2 separate regions of the Zea mays genome follow, and region 1 is linked to region 2. Evidence: chromatin contacts called from public Hi-C data. All regions are on one chromosome and are shown on one strand. Each heading gives the region's core, a stretch centred on a gene start, on an enhancer-like site or on the middle of the called end of the contact. The rest is flanking DNA. Distances are from core to core; before and after follow the strand shown. Region 1 holds the start of LOC100382537. Region 2 holds the start of LOC100285412 (dynamin-related protein 1A).

Region 1 (7,420 bases), core at 4,437-6,936, 190 kb after region 2:
GGGCACCGGTGTTCGTGCAGGCAGGCGCATGCATGGGGCTGGGGCGGTGGTGGTGTTGATCGCAGGTGTTGTGGCGTTGGCAATGGATGGGGGAGGCTAGGGCGATGGCGGCGCTGATCCCAGTTCTCATTCACAAGGCAAGTCTCCTATTATTCGTGCTTCTAGAGTAGAGTTTGTACATACCTCTATATATGCATTTATCTAGCGCTAGGTTTCCATAGCCTATATATGGTTTAAGCATTGATTTCCCTACTATATTAGAACAAATTGTTTTGAGGGGAGATATTTTGATACGAAGCATAGAGTTATAAAGACAGATTTCATATTCATTTTTACCATGTTAGCACCATGTTTTGCTTTTTTTCAATATATGGCATTATGGCTTAATTTGCGCGGACTGACCACTACCTCTTATAACATCGATGACTCAATCTAAGTGTGTAGGTCATAACCCAACCAAGGGCACACTTTCTAACCTTCCTTTTGGCCATTCATCGTGAATCATCTTGCATCGCATATTTGGATATGATATCTCCCTTATTTTAGCCAACATCCTATTAAGATTAAGATATGCAATTTGCAAATATGAGAAAAGTGGATTTTGTAGTAGTTTGTAAGATAAAACTAGGTTGAAGAGCTTATTCTCATAACTAGCTTGTGATCTTAACTTTAAACCGAAGGATTGAATATGCTTAGCACTAACAATTGTGCTTATTTGATCACTACTACTTGACTGGCTGGACCATTTGACTTACTAGACTAGGAAAACAATAATGTACTGGTTCATAAACTACAGCTCATTTTATAGTCCGGTTCTCTATGTCCAGATTTAGTTGAACTAGCTAATATGTTCCTTTCCATTGCTTTTCTGCAACTAGAAAATTCTAAACAGAATATGTGAAAGGGAATTAGGCTTACACCTATTTCCTAATTGATTTTGGTGGTTGAATTGCCCAACACAAATAATTGGACTAACTAGTTTGCTCTAGTCTATAAGTTATACAGGTACCAAAGGTTCACAAAAAGCCAATAAAAAGACCAAGAAAAGGGTTCAAACAAAGAGAGCAAGGGACAACCGAAGTGTGCCCTGGTCTGGCACACCGGACTGTCCGGTGTGCCACCGGACAGTGTGCGGTGCACCACCGGACAGTGTCCGGTGCACCAGGGGACTCCAAGCTAAACTTCGCACCTTCGGGAATTCTCAGAGGCGCTTCACTATAATTCACCGGACTGTCCGGTGTACCACCGGACAATGTCCGGTGCCCCAAGGGAGAGCAACTCTGAACTCGCCAGCTTCGGATTTCCGCTCCGCTAAAATTCACCGGACATGTCTGGTGCACACCGGACTGTCCGGTGAGCCAGCGGAGCAACGGCTACTTCGCGCGCAACGGTCGACTGCAACGCATTAAATGCGCGCCTGCGCGCGCAGAGGAGCAGTGCACGCGCAGGTGGCACACCGGACAGTCTACAGGACTTGTCCGGTGCACCACCGGACAGCCAGGCGGGCCCACTCGTCAGAGCTCCAACGGTCGGAACCCAACGGCCAGGTGACATGGCTGGCGCACCGGACAGTGTCCGGTGGCGCACCGGACTGTCCGGTGCGCCCGTCGACTGCAGCCTTCACCAAACGGCTAGTTTGGTGGTTGGGGTTATAAATACCCCCAACCACCCCACATTCAAGTCATCCAAGTTTTCCACCTTCCAACTACTTACAAGAGCTAAGCATTCAATACAAGACACACCAAAGTGATCAAATCCTCTCCCAATTCCACACAAGGCTTTAGTGATTAGTGAGAGAGATTTGTTGTGTTTTTTTAAGCTCTTGCGCTTGGATTGCTTCTTTCTTTCATTCTTTCTTGCGATCATCTCAATTGTAAGCAAGGCAAGAGACACCAATTGTGTGGTGGTCCTTGCGGGAAGTTTGGTTCCCAATTGATTTGAGAAGAGAAGCTCACTCGGTCCGAGGGACCGTTTGAGAGAGGCAAAGGGTTGAAAGAGACCCGGTCTTTGTGACCACCTCAACGGGGAGTAGGTTTGCGAGAATCGAACCTCGGTAAAACAAATCCGTATGTCACACTCTTTATTCGCTTGCGATTTGTTTTGCACCCTCTCTCTCGGACTCGATTATATTTCTAACGCTAACTCGGCTTGTAGTTGTGATTAAGTTTGTAAATTTCAGATTCGCCCTATTCACCCCCCCTCTAGGCGACTTTCAATATGACTAGGTCTTTACCATAGGGATGCATTGAGAGGAATGAATTGTTTAACACAGTAACCAGATAGGAGTCGTGGCTATCTTTGAATGGGAGGAGCTCATAAACTCATATGAGGTATGCATAGGTCCCATAGGTTTTCCATAGCCATCAAAAAAGCTAATTGTCTTCCTTAATTAGAAGATGTAGGAGACGTTGAATTTCAATACATCATAGCAACCAACCTCAATAAGGTTAACTAGCAACTTGACTCGCTACACGAAAAAAGATAACAAAGCAACACTCGATCACGTCGAGTGGAACCTAGTATAATTGTGCTTTCTTTTCTTCTTCTCGATCTAGTATATCTACTGGTCTCTAAGTAATCCCATCACTTTCCCTTTTAGAAGTAGATGTCAGAGGCTATAGTGTGGGTAACCATGTCGTAAACTACAAAGAATAGGTTGATGCACATGCCCGCGTTGGGTGGGTTCGATTAGATCAACCTAGATATAAGTTTTTCTATATCTTGCACCATGGTGTTCAAGAGTGCATCCAGAAAGTTGTGATTCATGCGAGGGAATAGCTTCAATAAATTTGGCTATGAAAACTATTGGTCTTGGAGGATCGATGTCATTAGTTCACTACCCAAGATCAATTGGACAAATAACCACTAGAATTATGTCAGAAAAATGTCTTGCATGATGAAGAAAGAGTGGAAAAGGAAGAGAATCATTAACCATGGAACGTGATAGGTATCAACATTGAACAAAGGTAGGGCCGGAAAAAAAACTCAAGGCTCGTGAGCCGGCTCGAGCTCGGAGCGACTCGACTCTCGAAGGAGCGAGACGAGCCGATCAGGCTCACGAGCCGACTCGCAAGCTATGCCAAATTAATTAATCTATAAAATAACAATGGATATTAGATAATTCTATTGATAATAGCATCATTTCTTAGCTTTTGATGATGAATTTATGACATTTCATAATTTAGATTACTCATAATATTGAATGTTGTTTGTATATTCCACATTTATATACTTTTATTTATTTTATATTGCAATAATATTTAGCAGAGTGTGGCTTGTGAGCCAAGCCGAGCTTTGCTCGGCTCGGCTCGTTCCAGCCCTAAACAGAGGTGTTGTTCATAAAGCATCTCATGGTGTGCTCTAAGGGGAAAGTCTTGGACGACATGGAGTGGCTTGACTACTGCTTTGTTGCTAGAGCTAGATCGATTTTATCTTTTTCCCAATGCCATGCTCCTACTACTTATGTTTTTATTCAACCTCCCATGGATGGTAATGGTGTTTCCCAACAACTGTTACTACTCCTCTAACTAGTGACAAAATAGGTGACCTTTAAGTTGAAGCTTGCCCACAAAATGATGTAACTATGTTGGTAGAAGTATGATTGCCTTAGAGCATATACGTCTCTTTCCCTATTAATGTGGGGTGATACATAAGCAGGAGTTCGAGAAGAAATCATACATACTGCAATCGATAGATGAAGAATATACTTTCTTGTTCCCACCATTTATATAAGATACTTAATAAGAATAGGAATCGAATGAGTTGTTGATTGATTAAGGAAACACGTGAAAAGAAAGGAAGGGTGATGCTTTATTAAATAAAGTTGCACGTGGGACTACCACATTTAGTTGTAGTTTTTGTTGTAGCATCGATTATTTCCGTTATTGTTGTAGTAGCATCGATTATTTTTTTAGGTTACAAGTGGCCCAATCTAACAAGCGAGCTAATGTTCTAGCTAAGTCAACTATTCTACATCAACAAGCATGTACCACTCGACGTCGATGAGGTGGACGAGACCAACACGTGAACTAACAGTCCAACTACGCTACACCAAGTTATGGGTTGACTAGGCCTTTTTTGGCAATAACTAGAATGTTTAAGATGGTTTAGCTACATCATCTCCATAACTCCATGCATGAAAACTACAACAACAACCACTAGTCCGCTACATGTCTTTCGACATTGACAAGAGAAACCATGTAGACGAGTGAAGTTAAAATCTATATGATACATGTGTTCAAACTAGTTACACTAGATCCATAAACCCAATAAGCATAGTCATCTTGTTTTCCCGTTTTATGAGCTGAAAAGATAATCATTCATCTCTTTAATGCTGCTAAACCCTGTACTGATGGTGTGATCTCCTGCACTGCATGTAATAGCAAGTCTAAAAAAACACTACAAGCCAGCGTTTTTGTGTAAACACAGCGGCAGCGGCAGCGGCCGCCGGCCGGGCAACCGCGCCACCTCACGCCGTCACGCGCTCCGCGTTAGGGATGAAAACGGACGGAAACGGACGGAAAAACCCTTCTCCCATTTCCGTATCCGCATTTTATCATCGGAAACGGGATCAGGTCCGGAATAGTCGGGAACGGAAATGGGAGCGGGATAAACGGAATTGCGAAAACGAACGGAAACGGAAATACTAACGGAAACTCATAATTTAATACAAATAGAAATGTTATTGATGTTTGACTAGTGATTGATTGGCAGAACAATAACATAAAACAAATAGATATAGAGAGACAACATTCTATTGTTGTTTGGTTGTTAAATGTGTACATTTAGCTACATCTGATGTTGTTTAAGACTTTAGATCACTTGTTATTTAAAAAGAGCCGGTGGTTACAATGCCCAATTGTGCTATAATTTGTCACCTAAATACACGAGGATTTAGTTTATATACTAATGCATATTAGGCTCGTCCCATATTTATCAAATACGGAATAAATACGGGTTCAATCCGGAAAAAAACGGGATCCCGCAAAAACGGACGGAATAAGCCCTCTCCCATTTCCGTCCCGTTTCCATATTTTTCCGTAAATACGGAAACGGTCGGGTCAAATGTAGAAAACGGTACGGGTCGGGACGGGATTTTTTCCGTCCGTTTTCAACCCTACTCCGCGTCCACTCGTTGTAGCTTCACATAACCCCCTCGGTCTGACATGGTGGGTGGTGGACGCAATCGAATCCCACCCGTCCGCCAACAATCCCGTGCCCGTGGTCAACATCGTCCGAGTCCGACCCCGCACGTCAGCGAGTCACGGTCTGGTTAGGTAGCCCGGGGCGCACCGTGCCCAGTTGTTGCCAAGTTTGGAGCAGAGATCGCCGTCCACTTCTGCAGTGATCAGATCACGTTCGTCAGCTAAAACAGGGCTACATGGTATCGATGCGTGGCCCACCTGTCAGACGCCGAGTGACGTTGTGTCTGCTACTAGTAGTGCTTTGCTATGGTGGGCGTATCCCTAATCCCTCAATCTCAACGCATACTTGCCAACAGCATTACGGGAATGCCCATCAGCGTTAACGATTACCACAGGCGTACCACTGCCTCGCAAGTGTACTCCTGTTTGGGCATAGAGGTGGCAGAGGCGAGAATATGGGCCAAGAGTGGAGGGCATTGCCGGTAGAGTGGAAACGATAAAGCCTCGGCCGGGCCCTTCACCCTCCAGGCTCTGCTCCTCCTCCTCGCCATTGCTTTGCGCTCTCCGGCCCCCCGCTCCTCCCTGTTCTGCACTCGCCGTCAGATTTCGCAAGAACCCTCGTTCCCTGCGGCCTCTTGTTGGTTTGGTCGGCCGATACGTTTGATCTGTAGAGCAAGACGACGAGCCTGGAGAGAGGAAGAAGTGCACCGGCGATTGTAGAACCAGCACCGGCGGAGGAGTTGAAGACGCCGATTCGAGCCCGGCGAAGTGCTCGGGACGTGGCCTCGTCGAGCCCGGCGAAGGCCGCGTCGGCATTGAACATGATGAGGTACGCGAATCCACCCCCAATCCCGCTCGGCGCTCGCCTGCCGCTGCCGCTGCAGCGATGTGTTCGGCGTTTCCTGGTGTTCTCGTGCGCACGGCGTGTCTTCCCTGGGACCAAAGCCGCGAATTTGCGTTCTCGTTTCCGCTGTCGGTGTCTGTTGACGCGGCGTTCCGGGTCCTGCCGGGCTGATTTGTGAAGTTTCTCCGTTTCGTGGCGTGTTCGCAGTCCCCAACTGCTCTCTGCGCCGCCTTCTCTCCGCAAGGCTCCTCGAGGGTCCGTTTGATCTGCGGTCCAGTTGTTCTCGCGTCTCGCAGTCTCTGTCTTACCAATCTCTTCTGCTTCTTCGCTAGTCTCGGCTGGGTTCTCATATATTTGCAGGTTTTTCGTTCTGAATTTCTCCGCTCGCGTTCTGGGCTGATTCCGCTACACAGATCTCCGAACCGTTCGTTCCGCGTGGAGTCCGGTTTGCGAGGGTTCTGATTTCTGGGGTTCCGAATTCACGCAGGAAGACGTGGTTTTGCCGTTCCTTCCACCCATTGTTCCAGGTGTTGGACATCCCTCTTGCTCGATCCAGCCGCTGACTCGAGCTCCGTTTGATTGATTCCGCTGCAGATACCCGAGGCCTAGCTCAGATGGCCTCCCGCTGCCCAATGGCATCGGGAGCGGCGGCGGCGGCGCGAGCAAGAAGCCTGCAACGCCGCCGCCCAGATCGAGCAAGGATGACGTGGCGCCGGCCGTCGCCACCGACAGCTCCCGACTCGCGGCGTTCCTGGCCTCGACGTCGCTCGAGTCCAAGGCGCGCGCCCGCGCGCCGCCGGCGCAGCCCGCGCCTACCTCGGCGGCCACCGCTGCCGTCGCCGCGACCAAGAGCCCTGTTCGCGACCACGACCACGGCCATGGCCACAGCCACGGCGCCTCCTCCGACCACTCCGACCCCGCCTCCCCGAGCTCCACCGGAACCGGCGAATTGCTGCTCCAGTGGGGACAGAACAAGCGCATGCGCTGCCGCCGAGACTCCGCGTCCCCGTCGCCGCAGCACCGGCAGGCCGGCGGCAAGATCCAGCGGCGCTCGTCGTCCCCGGCGGTGGACAAGCTGATGCCGCCCCCGAGCGCGGCGCCCTACACCCGCGGGTCCAACCTCCGCTCCGTCTCGTCTCTCCCTCCGCGCTCCGGCTCCGGCTCCGGCTCCGGATCCTCTGCCGGCGCCCTCCCCCACCCGCTCAGGTATGGCCGCCGCCGTCTTTACTCCCCCCACGCCTACCGCCTCTCCTCTACCTCCTGGCGTCCTCCACTTGGTTTTCTTGCGCCGCGCTCCGCGTTTTTCTCTTCCGCTTTTACCCCCGCCACCGAGCCGTATTCTCTGGCCTGTGCTGTCGCGGTCGTACTCGTACGTACGTGGTGCCGTGAGACTCGACCCGCTCACGCTGATTCGCGCCGGTTCGACTTGTCC
Region 2 (6,962 bases), core at 3,471-5,970:
GCCTTAAGTATATATCTCTGCTACAAGTTGAACTCATTGGAAATTGCACAGAATAGCAGAAAAATGGTTTTGTTATTCATTTAACACCTTTATAAGCTTTGTCTGAGTAACACATCGGTATTTTCAATATTACAATGTGACTATAAATAAAGAGGTTCAACAAGAATGATTCGACAACAAGCAAGAAAAACGTCCGAGCCCCTGAATGGCGTTCAATTTTGCACCAGAAGATTAAATTTAGGGGTCGTCTCTCCCCTTGCTCTAGATTCCTAGCTTCATCGAACTTTCATGGTACTAGTTAAACTGTGACAAAACTGACTAAACAAAATCTTAAGCAGACTGTCTACATGCATTACAATATATAACTCTGCATCAAACATCATAACAGGAGACGATAAATGTTACTAGGATTTGAGGATTTTTTTACAGAACCTAAAAATGTTATCAAGTCATGTCAAATAAAACTCTGAAAAAGTGACTGGAAATATTGTTTGGAACATACACTCCATCCAGATGCTCTTTGTAAATACCATCAAACATACGGCATATTTCCATGATCGTGTACAGCTTCCCCTGTGTTTACCAATAAAATGTGATCAACTAACTGAAGGGAAAGGGAGTTAGCACGTGGCAAACCCTGATACTATGACAGAATATAACTATGTGTGCTAGTACAAAAAGAACAAGTATCAACCACACATGACTAGAAAGGGAAAGCATCACAATTCAAATATTATTAATGTGCCTGCAGCAGAAAACAAACACATAGGCGAATATTTAAGATGATAACATGCAAGAGAACCTAGTCATTGAGCAGGTTGATCAATAGAAATGCGCAAAAATTGAAGGGTACAATTAGTTATGCTATCAGATAACGCTGCCAAGTAAAGCTAATGAGGGCCGTATGAAAAACAATATGCACACAACATTAGACTGCTAGTGGGAAAATGTGGGCTGTCTTACCCCAGCATCATTAGCAATGGGTTTTCCAAGACGATTAAGTTCAGTTTCCAGCTCTGCAATTGTCTTTGTTATAAGAGATTGGATCCCCGGAATCCTTGATTTGATCACTTGTTCCAAATGCTTCATAAACACCAAAGGTTATAAGTCAAAGAGTCAAACTAGCATTATTTGCATCTACATTAAAGAGAAAAGGGCATACCTTTGAAAGCATCTTTCCTAAATATTCAGATCCCATCCTAGAAGCCATGTGCTTATATTCTGGTGTAGATGCAAAATACTCTCGCTCTCTACGCCTAGCAGCAATCATGTCCACATTCTTGTTGATGTCTTGTTGGGATCGATTAACAACACCAACCCATGGTGTTTGGAGACGGTAAGATCTTCCTTCCAGTATCTGCAGGAAATAATTCAATACAAAATCAAATTCAAGCCATCATTCAGATAGCCTTTGTTGATACAACTGATGACCCATATATTTGATCCTTATGTTCTGTTTACAGTTAAGACTATGAGCGCAACCTAGAGAATTGGTGTCGCTAAGACAGGTTACAAGGTGTAAGGCAAAAAAAATACAGCAAGGATCAAAATAATACAGAATACAGTATAGATTATAGAAGTCAACCGACGTCGACAGCGTTTGGTTGCTAGGTTGGTCCAAATATTACCAATAAAGTCAAGGAACACCTAAGCAAAGACTGTTATAATAAGATAATGCTACAGCAAGCTATTAAGTATCTAACAAATGATTAAAGTTTAAAATCATACAAACTTACATCAACAGCATCGGTACCCTTATCCATCAGATCAATTTTTGTGAGCACACCAAAGGTCCTTTCACCTGAATCAACAACCGTGCACTTCTATAAAACATGTACATGACTTAAGATAAACAATGTACAAAAATTACACGAATGCAGTAAAAGTATTTCTTTCATAAACTAACTTGAGAACAATGGCAGGAATTATCTGCGTAATGTAAATTAACTTTCAACAGAGATGGACAAATCGACATTTGGTGTATGAAAATCACAAGACTGTCAGACCATACCAATTTTCATCATATCAAACAAACTCAAAATTATATATCATTATGAAGCTTCCTGGCATGCCAAAAGTTAAAGCATATGTGACAATAATCATTAAAGAAATATATAGTCTTATATTGTATACGCATAGCATGAGTTAGGAAAATATGGGGGATCAAAGCCAACTATAAATGAAATCCCATGAATGAAATGTGGTTTTGATTTTCATCCTAAAACAGAACCTTAAACTCAACAAGCATTAGGAACAATTAGACAGTGCTTGCGGGCTTGCGGCGCTGCTTCCATTTTATGTATCCGACTAGTTTTAAACTGGTCTTGCTATTTTGATAAATTAATCAAAGTGTGTTGTGTGCGCGCATTGACAAGTATAAGCAAGAAAGTATGTACTAACCACATTGTATATCAGCTTTCTTTGAACTGACAAAAGAGGCATACCTTTGGGATCAACTTCCCGTGAAATCTTGATTGCATCAGAAGTAGCAAGGTCCTGATTGGCTGGGGACACAGCCAGAATGATACAATTTGGCTGAGAAAAGAAATAAAACTAATTATATACCAGTTTTCGCAATACATAGAACATAAGTCAATAGCTAAAAGATGTTACAATATGACTAGGAACAAAAGCATGCAAATCTAGACAAGGGTTGAAGTAAAGATTGCCAGTGTGGATAAGCACAGATGAACATCTTATCCAGTTAATTCAAGCATGATCAGCAATGAAATGTCAACAATATAAAATGAAGGCAGTTGAAGTAAACCATACCTTTTCAATATATGAGCGAACCATGTTTTCAATGTCATGTACAATACTCTCCGGTTGGCCATCTGCCAAGAGTAAAGACAATAGCAATCTAGAAGATTAGGGCAAGATCACAATAACATCAAAATAAAGAACAAGAAAAAAATAATTGACAATCACTTACCAACTGCTACTTTAGTAAGCCCAGGAAGATCAATAAGAGTAAGATTCACAACTGCGAGAATGTAAAATTGTCAAACACACACACAAAAAAAGGGACACGGAACTATATCAGATAAACCACACAACACGGTTCAAATGTGGTACGGCTGCCCAACCTACAGCAGAGTCGACAAGCTAAAGGAACCCTTAAATCCTTTGCAACAAACAACACTCACTAGGAAGAGGACAGTTGAGATGTGATAATGCGACGGTAACAATGTACCCTTCAAGAGTTTGCATCTTACCATGGGGAGAAAATATGCTTAAATGGATAGGGACAGTTGATATTTGCTTTGAACGGCCTGTTTCTCGGTCAGTTTCATCAGCTATCTCCTTTCTCACAGCAGCTGCAAGAATACAACTACCATTATGTACCAAGTATCATTTGATAAACTGAGTTTATACAATTTAAAATTCAGACAATTCTGGTTTAGCATTGAAGACCATTTCCCATAAAGCAAGTGTGTGTGTTAGTTCATGTTTAAGGAAAAAACAGCAAACCAGAAGCTAGTATGATAGCATAATTAAAATAATAATATAGAAAGGATGTTTCCATTAGCAACACGAAATTCAACTATAGAACAGTCCTCAACCATAAGTGACAATATAGTTTTATATAATACTATCTCATCAGTCATGAATCATGCAGCTCCAAAAGTAGAAAGGAGCAGATGAATTACCAAAATCTGTAAATCTCTTTCTCGGAAGATGCATGAACTCTGCATATTCCCTGTCACCATCAATTCTGTGGAGCTGCAGCACCAGCGGCCGCCGGGTTACAATGCCTGCAGATACCATTCCAGCCACAATCAGAACACCTAAACAAGAAGTAGCACTGGGATTCACCGCAAATACTCCTTGCTACAAAAGTACCTGAACCCCTCGGTAGGAAATCCTTCCCAACCACGCTCTCCAACACAGATGATTTACCAGAGCTCTGTCAGCAAAATTCAAACGTCAAACTGCGACATTATTTGAATGCATGTAGAAATCGAAACGAGCTTATAGATGTTCACGAGAGCACGAATCCATTTTGAAAAATAGCATCGAACTACGATTTTCATCACGCAAACATCCAATGAACATACTCGCATCCGTACTTGATCACACTAAGTCACTAGTGGACTAGCTTCCCAACCAGACGGGAGTGCGGAACTCAGCAATTAATCAATCAAGCGGGTGGCTGGGCCTGGGCGCATCAAAACCGCTCCAGATGCAAACATGTAAGCGACCCAAATCCAACTTCCTGCACTACGAGTCCGAGTATTGCAGATCCAAGCACCGCCAAGCCGCATCAACAACTAACCCTCGCGGTTCCACCAGCAACCCGCGAGATCCACACCCACGAAGCTGGGGCGACAGCACCAGATCCAATCAGAACCAACGCGAAAAAACGTGCCCGGGAAGGGAAGAAGGGCACCTGTCCTCCAACGACGGCGATAGCCGGCAGCGAGTCCCAGAGCGTCGGGAGGGCGCTCTCCTCTCCGTGGTCTCCGAGAGCCGTGCAAGCCCTCTGCAGCTTGTTGACGAGGGTGATCAAGTTATCCATGGCCGCGGCGCAGGGTGGGCGAGATCTGGCCGGGTCGCGCGACGCGGCGGGGGAGTCGAGATCGAGACGCGGAGCAGGAAGAAGGGAGGCGGGGGAACGAGGTGAGGCCGACCGCCCAGCCGCGTCTAGGCGTCGGTCGTTGGTCTCGAGCTGTGGCCTGGATGGAGAGGTTGTGCAGGCGAGCGAGCGACGGTGGTCTGGTGTCTGGGAGCGTCGGAGTTGATTTGGGTTTTGAATTGAACGTGGTCTGTGTCGTACCAGCAGCGTGGTGGGCTGCCAGCTGATCTAGCTCTATGTTGCCATGTTGGGATGCTCTCTTCAGGTAGAGTTTCAGTAGATTTGATTTCCAGACTTGAGTTTCAGCTGATCTAGCTCTATGTTTGAATGCACTAAAGGAGTCGTCTCCTTCATCTGAAGAAATTAAATTTTACTTAGTTTGATTTGGAATTTAATATTTTACCATTTTCTAAAGCTTAGATATAAGCCTATCCTATATTCATAGGACATATATGGAAATTGTTTTCATAGGACATATATGGAAATTGTTTTTATGCATCACTGATCTTTGTTTTATTTTGCAACATATGACACGCTCTTCTGCTCGCTCCTTTTTAATAGAAATACTAGTAACTTAAGCGCGCGTCCCGCGCGCGTAGAAAACATTCAGTAATCCTGTAGAGTAATCTTGTGTAGCAAACATTTAGAAAGCTTGTGTATAGAACATTTAGAAAAAATAGCAATTATGTCTATTTTAAAGAAATAAGCGGTTGAAGTAAGTCTGGTTGAAAAACAAAAGAAACTTAGAAGCATGTAGACCTGTAAGGACAAAATAAAAGTAAGTTAGGTTTAGTGTTACCTTAACAAAACTTATGGAGCTGGGATTTCATCTTCAAATCAGCTTTTTCATAATCCACTGAGCTATAAAAAATTAGCACTGACAACTGATTTAAGCACCAAGTTGAGCCCCCTTAATTGCTGGAAAAATTTTCATTTTGGAAAGACATGGAACACTAGGTACACCCTATTGAACAAGACAACCATTCTTTCCGGCATGTTCCTTGCTAGACCCTTCTAAATGGACATGGATCACAGGATACATGGCTTTTTTCAAAACACAGATTATTTCAGAACTGGAGACACATCTGGTCCAACCGTCCAATAAGCCTTTGGCACCTTTTTTCACTTTGTGATTCGGACTGTGTTACTCCGATTGAAAACAAATTGCTGTACCATACCTGATACCAGTTTTGCGACCAATAACAGGTCAATGTGAATATGTTCTGCGACAATCAATGCCAATAATAGATGATCACCGTGAGTTATTATGCCTGTATGAGATTTTCTCTCTGTTTTTTTGTCTGTGTATTTTGTTTTATGTGCCAAAAATGGGCTGCTGTCGGAATTCCAGTGAACATGTCTCTGAAACATTGTTGAATAGCCTGCCCCCGATTTGACTTCAGTGTAAAGGAATCCAGTGTAATCACATCATAAGTTATGTCCAGAAGACAGTACCTAATGAGATAGAGAAGCCACACCAACAGTAGAACAGGCATAACTGATAGCTTCTTGTGTGGTTTGGTTTCCCCCATATACATGGAACCACTTCTGTCCTGGATTAAAATTCTACATGATACAATGCTGGCTACCATATTGAAGGGGAAAAAAACTAGGCATCTCTTTTACTTCATGGCTTAGTCTCCTCTTAACTCAAATATCTATAGAAACTAAACTCTGCAGACCTGGAAACAAATAGAGTACCACAGGGGCTAATAACACATACAGATCCCAAGTGTTATTTTATCTTTTACCACAGAAGATTGGATCAAAATATCATACAGGCATTGAGAAGCTACAGCTAGCCTAGTAGATCTGTTCTCTTCTACCACCCCATCATCGCCACCTACAGCAAAAAAAAGCACATATAAAGCAGCGTTAAAAACCATAGAAAACAAACAGGCATAAAAGCACATAGATTCATGTTTTGTTTTGGTCATGGGATTGTTTACTGCCCAATAAGGTTATCTTCAGCGGTCCTACTAATCACATCTCCTATTTTAAATTTTACTCTACAAACAATAAGAGGCGATAAATGGGAAAGCAGAGAGAGTAAACAACAGAACTCTCTATCTTAGAGTACCAGTAGTCCCAGCGTGGGTTTATCTTGGACGTTTGGTTTACCCCGTATGGGTACTGGGACCGGGAGTGGCGAGCGTTCCTGAAGGCACAACACCCGCATGAGCAGATGCAGACGAGAGCGGCGAGCACGGCGACGTCGAGCACAAAGATCTTGTGCCAGTCTTGGCGCACCTGCTCCATCACGCCGGCCCTGCACGAGTCGCACCGGTAGCAGAGGATGTCCGGGGCGTTCCACCGGTAGGAGTCCTCGTCCTGCGCCCCGACTGGCATGCCTCCGCTGTACTGGCACGCCGTCGGCGGCTTGCAG

Evidence for each region. A called contact is a pair of places that touch in the nucleus more often than the background predicts.
Region 1: a Hi-C map of leaf shows a contact between it and region 2, with 6 times the contacts expected there. The contact joins the promoter of LOC100382537 here to the promoter of LOC100285412 in region 2. A contact is called at or near these places in 5 of 25 Hi-C or Micro-C datasets (ear, leaf and tassel).

The regions. Positions count from the first base shown.
Region 1 is chr6:175,139,762-175,147,181 of Zm-B73-REFERENCE-NAM-5.0, forward strand. LOC100382537 reads left to right here and starts at 5,687. Exons shown (of 5, transcript NM_001175271.2): 1 at 5,687-5,973; 2 at 6,583-7,194. The coding sequence starts at 5,966.
Region 2 is chr6:174,951,483-174,958,444 of Zm-B73-REFERENCE-NAM-5.0, forward strand. It overlaps LOC100285412 (dynamin-related protein 1A), which reads right to left and starts at 4,721. Exons shown (of 16, transcript NM_001158305.1): 1 at 4,391-4,721; 2 at 3,844-3,907; 3 at 3,651-3,755; 4 at 3,216-3,317; 5 at 2,933-2,983; 6 at 2,773-2,834; 7 at 2,445-2,535; 8 at 1,737-1,801; 9 at 1,163-1,357; 10 at 964-1,083; 11 at 503-573. The coding sequence starts at 4,519. LOC103630712 (tetraspanin-6) reads right to left here. Exons shown (of 2, transcript XM_008651761.3): 1 at 6,657-6,962; 2 at 6,110-6,419. The coding sequence ends at 6,410.